Linked DNA regions of Zea mays: all the other regions are linked to region 1. The links are chromatin contacts, called in public Hi-C maps. All regions are on one chromosome and are shown on one strand. The core of a region is the stretch at or near the end of the contact, and the rest is flanking DNA. Distances in the headings are between cores, read along the strand shown.

Region 1 (4,283 bases), core at 1,156-3,655:
GTTCTACCCCGTGTATTTACCTTCACACCCCTGTAATGGGCCAGGCCCACCTAACAGTCTATTAATACATCTCCCAACACCTCATTAGGGTTAGGGTTTCCATTCTCCAACTTGATACCGGGGCCTGGTTTCTTTCTCCAACATTTGAGGTAGAAAGATTACATACTAGCACACATATGAGATAATAATAAGGTCACAATAACCAGACAAACAAATTATAAAATCAACAATTGTGAGCTTAGTGCTCCTTAAGGAGACATCGTTGATAATCTTATTGTTGACAACTTCAGATGCTCAATGCAAAATACATTTGAGGTAGAAAGATTACATACTAGCACACATATGAGATAATAATAAGGTCACAATAACCAGACAAACAAATTATAAAATCAACAATTGTGAGCTTAGTGCTCCTTAAGGAGACATCGTTGATAATCTTATTGTTGACAACTTCAGATGCTCAATGCAAAATACAATTGAAACACATGCAGCCATCTCCAGGGTGTATTTGGTGATTTTACAAAGAACAAAAAGGTCAACCAGAATGTTTTACGATTGATCATTGTTTAAACAGAGTTTACTGATCCAAAGAGTTGCTTCAAGGTCTTCGGAGTAGAATCGATTTCACTCTGATGCACGGTAGCAAATAAGGAATCAACCTGTCATGCTACAAGACTACAAGAGTGGTGCCGCTGTGTCAGCTTTTTGAAGTATATTGTGTATTGACTTATACTCATTGGTTGTTGTCTTTCTTTACTGCCCAGTCAAGCTTATTCCATGTTCTGATTTCCCTTTTGTTTCTTGTTTTAACTTTTTCACTATGCATTTATTCTCTTGATGTCAGTATGTAACAGTGAGGCTTCCCCTATCATATCCCTCGTAAAACAAAAAGTGGTAGTTGAGTATATAAAAGACGAATATACCCAATCAGGGCCCTTCCTTTCTGGCCATAAAAGGAGCCGTAAGACAGAGACACGTTAGATTTGCAAAAGTCTAGATCCAGACCAATGAATATTTCTTTAGAAAGGAGTTATAAAGTGTGAACCATATCCAGCCAAGTTGTTCAATGTAATAGACATCCACAACCAATTTAAGACTGACAATAGCTCGAACATCACTTAGATCATTAAAGCGAGCAATAATGGAGCCGAGCATATTCATAAAAGAAAGCAACAAGCACCTCGATTTTTTTAGCCTAGAAGTTATGCAATACAACGAACCAAGCCACAATGCAGGGCCTACTACAAACCAAAATGTTCTACTACCTGCCCATTATCCCACGAAGGCACGAACAAATCACCTCCTGCCTAAATTATATCCTGATAGAGTCAAGTTTTACCCTTCCATCTTTTGTCAGTGTCGAATAACCAAACATCCAGTCAAACCAACATTAGCTAATGAGATATATAGTTCAAATCAAGTTTGACAATAATTAAATAAGCTATTATCATTACGTAACAATATTGATCCAAGGATCCAAAGTTCAGACTGACCTGATTAGCGAACCCCCAGAAGAGCACGGAGATGACGACGCTGCCCCAGAGCTCAGCCATAACATAGAACAGGCAGAAGCTCCAAATCCTCAGTATCGCCACGGGCCCAAGGAAGCTCGGGCCGAGCGCGGCGAGCAGCTTGTCCGCGAGCGCGGTGGGATGGATGACGTTCCTGAGCGGGTAGAGCACAAAGGCGAAGGCGCCGAAGAAGGCGATGAACGGGAAGATGACGGTGTAGAAGAGCGCCTCCCGCGAGAGAACGTTTGAAAGCTTGGTGTAGAGGAGCATGAATCCGATGGCCATGGGCAGGTTAACCCAGGTCTTGAGGAAAGGGATGATCTCGGCGCTGCTCCCCTTGGCGGTGACCACCAGCACGTCCTTGGTGTCCCGCAGGATGGTGTAGTTGAAGAGGATGCAGAAGAACATGAGCCCCAGCGGCACGATCTTCCTGAGCGTCTTCACGTCGATGCCGAGGAACTTTTTAGCGGACTCCTCCGGCTGCGGCGCCGGCACCGCCGCCGCCGCCGCCTGGGCGCGGAAGGACACGTCACCGCCAACGCTGACCGCTCTCTGCTTCAGGAACCCGTTCCCCAGAAGCGCGTCGTGCCGCGGGAGGAAGGGGCCCCTCGACGCGAGGAGCGGGGACCGGAGCGCGGGCTTGGCGGCGGGGGAGAAGGAGACTGCCCGCGGGCGCGGGAGCTGGGGAGGGAGGCGCAGGCCGGCGCGGGCAGGGAGGGCGGCAGGCCGGGCGTGCAGGAGGGCGCGCGACTCCATGGGTGCCGTGCCGTGGCTTTGCCGGTGGCGGCGGCGCTCCGGTCGCTCGGCCCTGCGGCCCTGTCTGTGTTTGCCCGCCGCCGCCGGGTGGCTGGTCCAAACCCCGAGACGCGAATGGAGTGAAAGCAGGGGAGGGAGGAGTAGGTCCCGGCGCGGCGGTGGAGGAGCGTTATTAAACGATGGAGCATTTGTACGGCAGGCGATCCGATCGGCCGTTGGTTTGCGGGCCGGAAACGATCTCGGCGGTTGATGCGTGAGCAGGGTAGGTGGGCGGAACGAGACAGCGCCTGGCTGACGCCCGGCCCGACGCAGTTTCGAGTCAGCACCCGGCAGCGGCGGCCTGGATGGGCCACCCGCCGCGGCGCTGTCCGTGCGCTTGTCCTCCTGTAGAAAGAAAGATTTGTTTGCTACTTCCCATGCTATCTCGTCGTAAACAGAGAGGTTTGTTTTCGACCTATCGCAGCGTGGTCGTCCTTGCATTCATCCACGTTGCAAGAAACGATTTTTTTTCTCTTATCTCTACGGCCCTGTTTTGAACTTGATCCATATAATATACTCATTCCATCCTAAAATTGTTGACATTTTAGTTTGGATACGAAAATTTAGAAGAAAAAAAAGTAAAGGTATATGGCACACAGAAACTAACAAGGAAAGAGATATAGATGCATTGAGGAAAATAAAAATACATATTTGGAGAAGAGAAATATACATTAGGAAACGAGAATGACAATTATTTTAAGACAAATTTGAATCCTATAATGCCAACTATTTTTAAACGAAAGAAGTATAACTAAAAATAGTTGCTATTAATTAGTTTCTTATGGAAACGAATCGATTAATAATCTACGCTCCATAAAGAAGTAAGAGCAAATGAAACCTAAAATGGTGGTTTATAGCTCCTTTTAATAAGGTACAAATCGATCCTTTTCATTTTAAGAGGAGAGGTACGAGACCCTTTGGCATGGCTCTTTGGCAGCTCTAGTTTGGGATCATCATAAAGCCCTACTAAACGGTCACAAAAAACAGCTACCCATCGAGAGCTCTCGAGGAGCTAGAGTCGTTTTTGTGTTGGGAGCCAGAGCACCAAAGACGTGGCTTCTATCAGCTCCTCCTTCATTTCTCTAATATATCATTCGGAATAAATACAAAAGAACTGTTTTGCCAAACGAATTGCAAAACGGCTCGACTCCTATAGAGAAGCTAAAGAGCTAGAGAAGTTAGAGCCGAAACTGTTTTTAGATGGACTAGAGCCCTGCCAAAAGGGGCCACGGTGAAAAAAAAAATCGAAGCTTTTCATTTTAAGAGGAGAGGTAAAAATATATCCTTATGTAGTGTACGATATAATTAGGCGAAACTGATCGAAGCTCCACCAAACATAGCCTAAATGTCGCATGCCATTGCATAAATATATAATTTATTGAAACATAAGGCAAATACAAAAGTTTTATAAACATTTTAAAACATGTAATAAGCTATAAGGTTTACTTAAAATTACTAGCTTACTGTCTAAGCACAACTCCAAAAGTTTTTCCCTAAAATTTAGTCTCTAAATCATCATTTTATCAATTGAATTCATAGAGGACCCATATATAATACTGAAGAGCGAAAATTTCAGTGAGCCTTTTGTTCCACTCTCTCTAACCTTTCCCTCCCAGGGTTCGTGTTGACGCCTTTTTGGAGGCGCCAATTACTCAAGAGAACCAGCGGCGATGCTCTCTGCACAGGGGCGGACGGTCCGGGCGCGGGGGCCGGACGGTCCGTGGCCTGGCACGAGGCGGCGGTGCTCTCTGGTCAGGCGCGGACGGTCCGCGGCACAGGGCCGGACGGTCCGCTACCTGGCGCAGGGGCTAGGGTTCCCTGCCTGACGGCCGGACGGTCCGCGCCCTAGGGCCGGACGGTCTGCGCGTGCGCAGGGGCGGCGGAAGATCGCCGACGGCGCCTGGATCTCGCTCCTGGGAGGGACCCCGTCGGGGAGTAGAGATCCTAGGTTGTGTCTAGGCTCGGGCCGGCCGACCT
Region 2 (4,283 bases), core at 940-3,439, 170 kb after region 1:
CACACACCCTGCAATCAAAAGATTGGATGTTTAGCAAATATGTGACATGAACATAGCTAACCTTTTACCCAAATTGTACCAATACACTAACCTGCACAGGTCCCTGTGCCATGTTGGAACATTCTTGTATGTCAGCCTCGAAGTGACATCAAACATAATGATGGCACACTGACCATGAATGCTGCAAGATGGTTGAAATTTCAAGAAAGTTAGACAAGGCCAAATGAATGGAGAAGTCGAAGACTTGACACTAGAAGAAAGAAAATTGGCTAAAAGCTCACTCTAGAAGATTAGACAACCATCCATAAATTAAAATTCAAAAGCTTGATATAGTTATAGGAGCTTGGTGCATTACACACCAAACGGAGTGCTGATGGGATACTAGCTTAACCATTATGCGGACATAATTTTCAATCCCCTCCAATCCCCTAATAGAACTTACACAGTACAGTTCATCAATAAAGAAAGTACCAATATACCCAATGACAACCACTAAAAGATGTATTGTAGCCTGGAGCAATACAAAAACTTTAGTAATGCATAGACACAGAGCTTCACATGAATAAAAAAACAAACAAATTGAATGAAATATGAATTTCTCACTTACTAGTAGCCATCCCTGAGGCCACCGAACTTTTCTTGCCCAGCAGTGTCCCAGCAATAGAAGCGAATTTTGCCACAGTTAGTGCTAAAATCCAGAGGGTGAACTTCAACACCAATGGTGGCTGCAATGGAGGATAGAAGTTCAATTTATTATAAGTTCAGTGTTCCCCAAGCCAGATGAGACACAATACCAATCATACGAGACTTACGCTCATATTTCTTCTCAAACTCGCCAGTAAGATGCCTCTTCACAAATGTGGTTTTGCCTACAGAAAGCACAAGGTATAAGATACTTATTTGCACCTAGGTTTCTCAACCACGTGGGTGTTCCACTGCTCAAGCTCCTGAATGACCGTTAGATCTACACAACACCCGTCTTGGAAAGGAGCATGCCTTTATTTTATGTTGAAATTGAAAAGATCTACTCCATTATCTTATTATCCCAAATTGCTTGGAATTAAAAATCATGCACAAACTGAAACACTTATTTCTGATTGGATATAAACATTTTATTCTTGAGTCACTCCTCAACCTTTCAACAGAAACTAAACAGTGATTAACCATATCCTCACCAAACAGCTCGCGGTACTGTTGAGTAGATCCTTGTTGGAAGATGTTATTGGCCTTCGCGGCTGGTCAGAGCGAGAACACAAAATTTGCCGGTAACGAAACTGATTCCAGGGCAGGAAACCAATCGATTCCCCATGTAGTATCCAAACCCCAGTAGAGGATTGAAACCCTATAGGAATAACCCCTTGGGGAAAAAGGATTGGGTTTTGACAAATCCCGTGCAATTCCTATGTAATGGCCTGTTACATAGGAATTTTGGAGGAATTTACTGAAGAGATTGAACCTCATGGAAAGTTTCCTTCGTGTCAGCCTCTCATCGAATTGGCGTATTTTTCCTGTGCTCCAAATGATTTTCTCAATCCATAGGATTCAAGATGTTAGAGCATTCTGTTCCTGTGTTTTCCAATTTCTGCGTCCCAAACAGGCCTAAAAATCCCAAATCAGTTCACGAATAGCTAAATGGTTCCCCGTGTAGAGTCCAACCCCACACAAGCTAAACCCCCTACCAATCCCATATCCATATGCCTACCCATCGGACAAAATCTGTACTGCCTCAACAACGAATCAGTACCCGGTCCGCCGGATCTCTAGGGAACAACGGCAACAAACGCGGCACTCGCATCTCCCAACATCCACATACGAATTAAAAAAAAGCATACGAGGCATAAAGGAAGGACAGAGGAAATCACCAGTTCCACCGTCGCCAACGATGACGAGCTTGAAGCTGGGGTAATCCACAACCTGCTGATTCGGCAGCGCCTGCGAGAGAAAACCAACCCAAAACCATGGGCCAATCAGACGATCCGGCGAAGGCAAACGGCACGATCTACGTCAGAAACACCGAGCAGTGGAAGTGGAACTGGAAGGGTCGCTCTATCGCGGCCGTTCGTGCTCACCATTTCTGCGGCGGGGCGCGGCGAACAGAGACCGCTGCGGCGGCCAAGAGTTTGAAATGTATAACTAGAGAGAAGAGAAGTAGAGGGCGTCTGGCGTCTGGACTCTGGACTCTGCAACTGGTGGAGCAGTCCGCTGAGGTGGGTTGAGGCGGATGCTTTTATACGAGGAGAAGTGACGTTTCTCTTTTGCTTTCTGTTGAGGGGTGAGCGGTGCTAGTGCGGCCCGTGTGTATTAGCTTTGGATGGACGCAGGAACCGGGTGCCGTTGGATTCCCCGAGGTGAGGAGCGGATCGTGGGGATGACCTAGCTTTCCGCCCACGCGAGATAACTGGGCCCGTTGGGCCCTTCTTTCGGCCTGCGTGCGAACGGTCCTCTACGCCAACGGACACCTGGGCGGCTGCCTCTGTCTCGTGTTTTTTAAGACGTTCCTTACTGTGTGAGGGGCCGGACTGTATTTATCGTCAACACACTTTTTCCTCTTCTCTGTCTAGAGGATAGGGCTGATAATATACTCTAAATTTTACACTGTAAGATTTAATCGAATTAGAATTAGATTCTATTTATATTCATTTTTGAACTACAAATTATTTAGAGCTCTACTATTTTGTAAAGAAGCATTTGGATCACGATCTATTATCATCCCCTAATCGTAATTCAAATGCTTCTTCACAAAATAGTAGGCCTAAATAAATCTTAGTTAAATATTAGAAATAGGGTACAATCCTAATCTGATCCGATTCTTAAATCTTATAGTGTAAAATTTAGAGCTTATTGTCACCCCTATATCTATCTCATCTCTTCTCTGTCTTTATCTCTAACTCTATTGTATTAAAGCACCAGTTTCAACGGTTGTCGTGCTTCATTTTTTTAAAAAAAGTCTCTTACATCTTTTGGATTAAACCCGATGTCCCTCCCTCCTTCGACCCAACTTCTGGAAAATCTCTATCTCTACTTTATAAAGCACCAGTTTCAACAGTCATCATGCGTTATATTTGCAAAAAAAGGTCTCTTACATCTTTTGGAAGAACCCGCGTTCTGTCGTCCACACATCTGCATTGTTTGGTCTATCGCCCCATGTCATCTAACCGTGCATGCGCTCTCCCCCGATACCACGCTCGCCCCTACCCACGTGGAGTGTAACCACCCTAGCTAGTCGTCGGTTCTGCGACCGCCACTCCTTTAACAGAAAACATTTATCTTTACTATTATATAATACAAGAGTTTCATCGGTTTTTTCGTGCGTCAATGCGTCCCGCGCGAGTATGTCAGGCCTCCACGCACGTGTTTGTGTCTACATCAAAATTCAAGGCATGCAACAAAAATATTAAGTGAGAGTAGGCATCGAACCAACGCCCTCTACCACAACAACACTTGTATAATTGCATTAAAATTAAGAGAGATCGATATCGTTAAAATATGAACTAATAATTAGAAATTTTAAAATATAATCACACATGATATATAGAAAACCACCGTAGCTATGTACCGGCAATATGAATAAATTTTTAGACTCATCTACAACTTTTCATATGGATGTGGAGTTTAAATGGTAAAAATAAGAAAAATTATGCATAATTGTTGGCTCTAAACCCACGTTCACATCCACATAGCCACTAGAACATATGTTTTTATGTTTTATACTTTATATTCAAATATACTATATAGATTTTTATAGAAAAATAACGAAATAATAAAATAGGGCCAAGTCATGTCGTGTTTAGGCCGACCAAAACCTTGTCGAGCCACAGGCCACTCGTTAGGTCTGGTTTATTTAGACATGTATATTTATACACTAGTGTTGCGTCCGCGAAGTTAGATAACATTAATTCCATTTAAGTACCGTCTATCTTTAATATATAGATATCGAGCACTTATCTACTTTTATTTAAAGCACGATTTTCATGTGTCGTTCGCCGCATGCGTAACATCTGTTTCCCCACGTCTGTCAACACTTTTGTAAAAAAACAAAAAAAAAACTTTATACCTCATTCTAAGCTGCCTCCATCCTTTCGACAGCTTTGGTTCGCCTATGTAATACCCACTTTTTGGGGTTTAATATATATATATATATATATATATATATATATATATATATATATATATATATATATATATATATATATATATATAATTGTATAAAGTCTTGAAAACATAAAAGACCATGGGATTATTTTTTTCTTTTTCCTTCTTTTTACATATCCAAATAAGGAGAT
Region 3 (4,283 bases), core at 1,130-3,629, 150 kb before region 1:
GATACAAAATTTATATACATATAACTAAGGGATAAGGTTAGATGCGATACGAGAAGAACTAGGGAAGCGGGGAGGGAAAGGTTGTGGCGGGTAGTAGTAGCGGGGACGAGGTTAGATGCGACAGGACAGAAGAACTAGGGAATACACTGAATACATACATTTTTTAACATACGACAAATAACCATTTGTCTCCCCTCTCTTCATTCCTCCTATCAAATACAAGTAGAGATGTTCCCATCCACTCAACTTAATTAGAAAATAGGTCAGACCATTCCATTATAAAATACTAATATTTCCGTTACTAAATAAATCAATTTCCATAGAGTTATCTTTAGTCAAAGTATTTTAAATTTATGATTTATAGAAAAAGAGCAAAGATCTATGAATGTTTATATAGTTGGACTAATTTATGGCGAATCATAGAATAAATTATTTTATAGCCTTGAACCAGGGTTGTTGGTTCCAAGCTCACAGTCACACTCACCTAGCCAATAAAACGCATATATCTTTGTGTTTTACTCCCATATCAAAAATATAATCATTTTAGACTAAACAAACATTCATTAATTAACATATGAATATAGTTTGTATGTCTACATTAATTATCATCTATTCGAATTTGGACGACAAAAAAAGAGGGCTAAAACGAACTATATTTTAGGACAGAGGAAGTATACTCTCTACCCAAATATAAATAGAAATTGTAGCAATGTGCGACATTTTCCTAGTTAACATTATACGTGTTATAATCGGTTCCACGACTTTCACCGCCGTCATGCTCCCCCACATTTAAATAGTTAAAAGCTAAAATTATCAAGGTTTAAAATATCGGATATCGAAATTTGATCAGCAAGCTAGACATGAGTGATTAATCGGTTATCGAGAATTAGTCAGAAAATACAAAACAGATATAGCTAGCCATCATAGATCAATCTTCATCGTATTGCTCATAATCTTTTGTTGGAAGCACTTCATAATGGTCTGACTCAAACTCAATACCCTCATCATCTATTTCGATGTCTTCACACTCGCTGTTAGACTCAAAATTATCTTCATGAAATTAACTAACTCTTGAACTTCTACAAAGTATCATAGCTTCATTTCACTCATTTTCTTTATTAATATCGTCACATCCTTCAACCAACGAGTCTTGCAGCATTAGAAGCAACATTAGATAGAAGTACATTAATATTTTTATCCTTGTTTCTCTTTTTTCTAAGCAATCTTTTATTGAATTGAACAATGACAACATCACTTGTACATTGTGCATCTAGCTTATTTCTTCTCTTGGTATGCACCTATGATGCAAATCGAATCAGCCAAACAATTTAGAATAAACAAGGCTATTTTTAGTCTAATTAATGACAATATGGCATTAGACAAAATGAGGTACCATATCAAAGGTGGTCTAGATTCTTTCAAAATAGGACTATGAGGTGTCTACTGCCTTGCTTCTATTGGGCTTTTTTGTTTAATTAGGCTAGGTCAACAACCAAATTGGGTCAACGATCGATTAATTGGGTCAATGACTGATTAATCGGGTTGACCCATTACTTATGTGATTACATGTTAATCATATCGATTGTCTATCGATTATTTGATGATTAATAACGATTTCTAGAACACCGAAAATTATGCACGAATGAGGATTCAACCTATGGTTAAGTTGTTGGCTCCAACATCTATCCAATAGAGCACACATGTTTTTGTGTTTTATACTTTATACTCAAACATAAATAGAAACCGTAGCAACGTACGACGCTTGGCTAGTTAACGTTATACGTGATTAGTTACTAATCACGAAGATATTTATTACAAAATTGTAGTAAATCACTTAGAAAAGAGTTATAATAATATTATTAATAAATATAGTAATTATCTTAACTCAAAATAATCACAAGATAAGTTATTTTACAATTGGTTTTAGAATAATATCCCTACTAACAAGTGGAGGTCAACCTTGTCTGTTGGTTTCACGTTCACATCTATCTAACTAAATAAACATATATTTTTATATTTTATCCTCAAACATAATATAAATTTTTTTTATTAAAAAATAGGGAAAAATAAAACCGGTGTATATCGGGTATAGCCTGATGTGTCGTACTTAGCTTCAGACGCGATCCACTTATGTAATATATAGAAACTACAGTAATAAAAATGCATCTAACTATTATCAAACAATCTATCTGTTTTATCTAACTCTCCATGTATGTGTGGAGTTGAACGATATCATGGTATCTTCACTATCCTCTCCAGCCACTCATTCCTTACACCTTGTCCCACTGCCTTTGTCCGAAAGCTCAACTATTGGGAAGGGTCAAGAAAAGCGAGGAAGCAACGAGCCACCTTCTCCAACTAACATAACCAGAGCATTCTACCGTCCGTCGTAGCAGCGATGATGGCTGTGACGTCTCTGCAGTTGCGCCCAACCCCTCGTCTCCTTCCGGCGAGAAATAGCTCCACGGGCACTGGGCCGCGGATGGCCGCCTTGAGCTGCAGACACAACCAGGTACTGACAAAATTGGCTGATATTCTGCTACTGTAGTTGTAGCTAGATCTGCTTTGTATGCCTGGCAGGCTGCTGGTATAGTAGTGATTCGGAAGCATCCGCTAAGTTTTGTGGCCCTATAGTTGGAGCTACGGTGGTTTTGGTTTGGTTGAGGCGAACTTGCTACATGGCCATTGCCAGACTGCAAGGCCTGATGCTTTTTTTGCAGCAGCTGTGATTACTCTGAAATCACGAGCAGGGGCTGGTTTAACTCGTCTTTGTTGTATGCAAAGCTACGAGTATATACACACACACACACACGTTGTTGAGAAATCTACTCGATCGGTTACACAAAACTGAATTCGCAAGGAAAATTAACATCAGCTGAAATGTATCTCAGTAATGTTCTCTGCCCTATTTTTAACGCAGTCCACCAATGTCCAAGGACGAACAGGGCTCAGAAGCCACGTAACGACGCGCAGAGACGCCCTGTCATTCGTGTCATCCGCGCTGCTGGCAGCGTTGTTCGTGGTGGCCGGTGCAGCAGAAGCTAGAACTTCGAGGTTGGAGAACAAAAAGAAAGCCCTGGAGAAGCTCCGGGAGAAGGCGTTGGGCCGAAAGGAGGAGAACGGAGCCACCGGTGGCAAGAAGATGCCGCCTCCGACGAACTTGCTAATCCGATAATCCCTCGTCCGGCCGTCGTGGCTAAAGGCACTTTGCCGAGGGGCCCTTTGTGTTGATGGCGATGCTAATGTGAGTTTGTACGTTGTTGGAGTCTTGTATGACTGCCAACTGGAATCTGAGTTTTCAGTCTACATTTTCTTAAGCATTGCTGTACTGTTTGTTCATCAGGTTATATGCCTGAAAATCCAATTGTTAGAACTGCATCTTATATCTACCATTAGGTTTATTAGAACATCCTCCGTCCTTCTCGCTTGAGAGCAATCGGACCATTGGTGGCTTCTTCGCAAATCGACATGTGGCGATGCATATTTTTCAAAAAAATAAAAAAGATCTACACTCTGGTTCTAGCTCTTATAGACTATATCTATCGTCCAATCTATATCAACCATCGTCAATCCTTATCTACTATAACGCTCTAGTGCATAACCTTTATCGTCGGTACCATATCAGCTCTTCTTCAATAGGCTTTTAGTTAACATGAAACATATTGTTTTATTGAAACTCAAATACATCTTATTACGTAATTAAGCTAACAAAATTTCATAATTTTTAGTAATAATAAAAAATTACATAACTAAAGCATAATAATAAAAAGTAGATAATTTATAAATAAAATTACATAACTTAAACATAAAAATAAAAAATAGATAGTTCATAAATAAAACCTAATTTATATATTAGATTATAAGTTTTTTATTTTTTGGACTTAAAATGGTTAAAACAACTACGTGGCGTGGCACATGCGTGGATCAATTAGAAAAATGACACATCATTAAAGTTGGTCGGTACCAACCAGTTTAGGCCTAGTTTAGGTACTCTAGTAATAAATGATATTGGAGTGGATTGAAATGTATTGAGAGAGTATTTGATTTATTGTGGATTTACATCATCTTAAATCCCTCCAAAACACTCTAATCTCAAAGTATCCAAACTAGGCCTTAGTTGTATCGACCAGTCGGTACAGACCGATTCAACTCCAACACAAATGGCACCGACTGGTTTAGACGATCGTCAGCGTCATCGGCCATCTGCTCGAACCGACCAACCTTAGAGTCATCGGTCATCTCAGTTTTGTACTAGAGAATGGGAGAGAAAAAATTGTTCCTCA

What was found. Hi-C and Micro-C count contacts between places; a contact is called where the count stands out from the background.
Region 2: a contact with region 1 is called in a Hi-C map of endosperm, with 3 times the contacts expected there. The contact joins the promoter of LOC100382806 here to the promoter of LOC103637385 in region 1. A contact is called at or near these places in 2 of 25 Hi-C or Micro-C datasets (endosperm and leaf).
Region 3: a Hi-C map of leaf shows a contact between it and region 1, with 8 times the contacts expected there. The contact joins the promoter of LOC100283885 here to the promoter of LOC103637385 in region 1. A contact is called at or near these places in 3 of 25 Hi-C or Micro-C datasets (ear, leaf and tassel).

Annotation. Positions count from the first base shown.
Region 1 is chr8:150,864,221-150,868,503 of Zm-B73-REFERENCE-NAM-5.0, forward strand. LOC103637385 (ADP,ATP carrier protein 2, chloroplastic) reads right to left here and starts at 2,406. Exons shown (of 6, transcript XM_020542419.3): 1 at 1,494-2,406. The coding sequence starts at 2,267.
Region 2 is chr8:151,033,440-151,037,722 of Zm-B73-REFERENCE-NAM-5.0, forward strand. LOC100382806 reads right to left here and starts at 2,190. Exons shown (of 8, transcript NM_001361681.1): 1 at 2,070-2,190; 2 at 1,863-1,932; 3 at 813-869; 4 at 608-725; 5 at 92-181; 6 at 1-8. The coding sequence starts at 2,072.
Region 3 is chr8:150,717,103-150,721,385 of Zm-B73-REFERENCE-NAM-5.0, forward strand. LOC100283885 reads left to right here and starts at 2,380. Exons shown (of 2, transcript NM_001156783.1): 1 at 2,380-2,512; 2 at 2,921-3,370. The coding sequence starts at 2,399. The coding sequence ends at 3,175.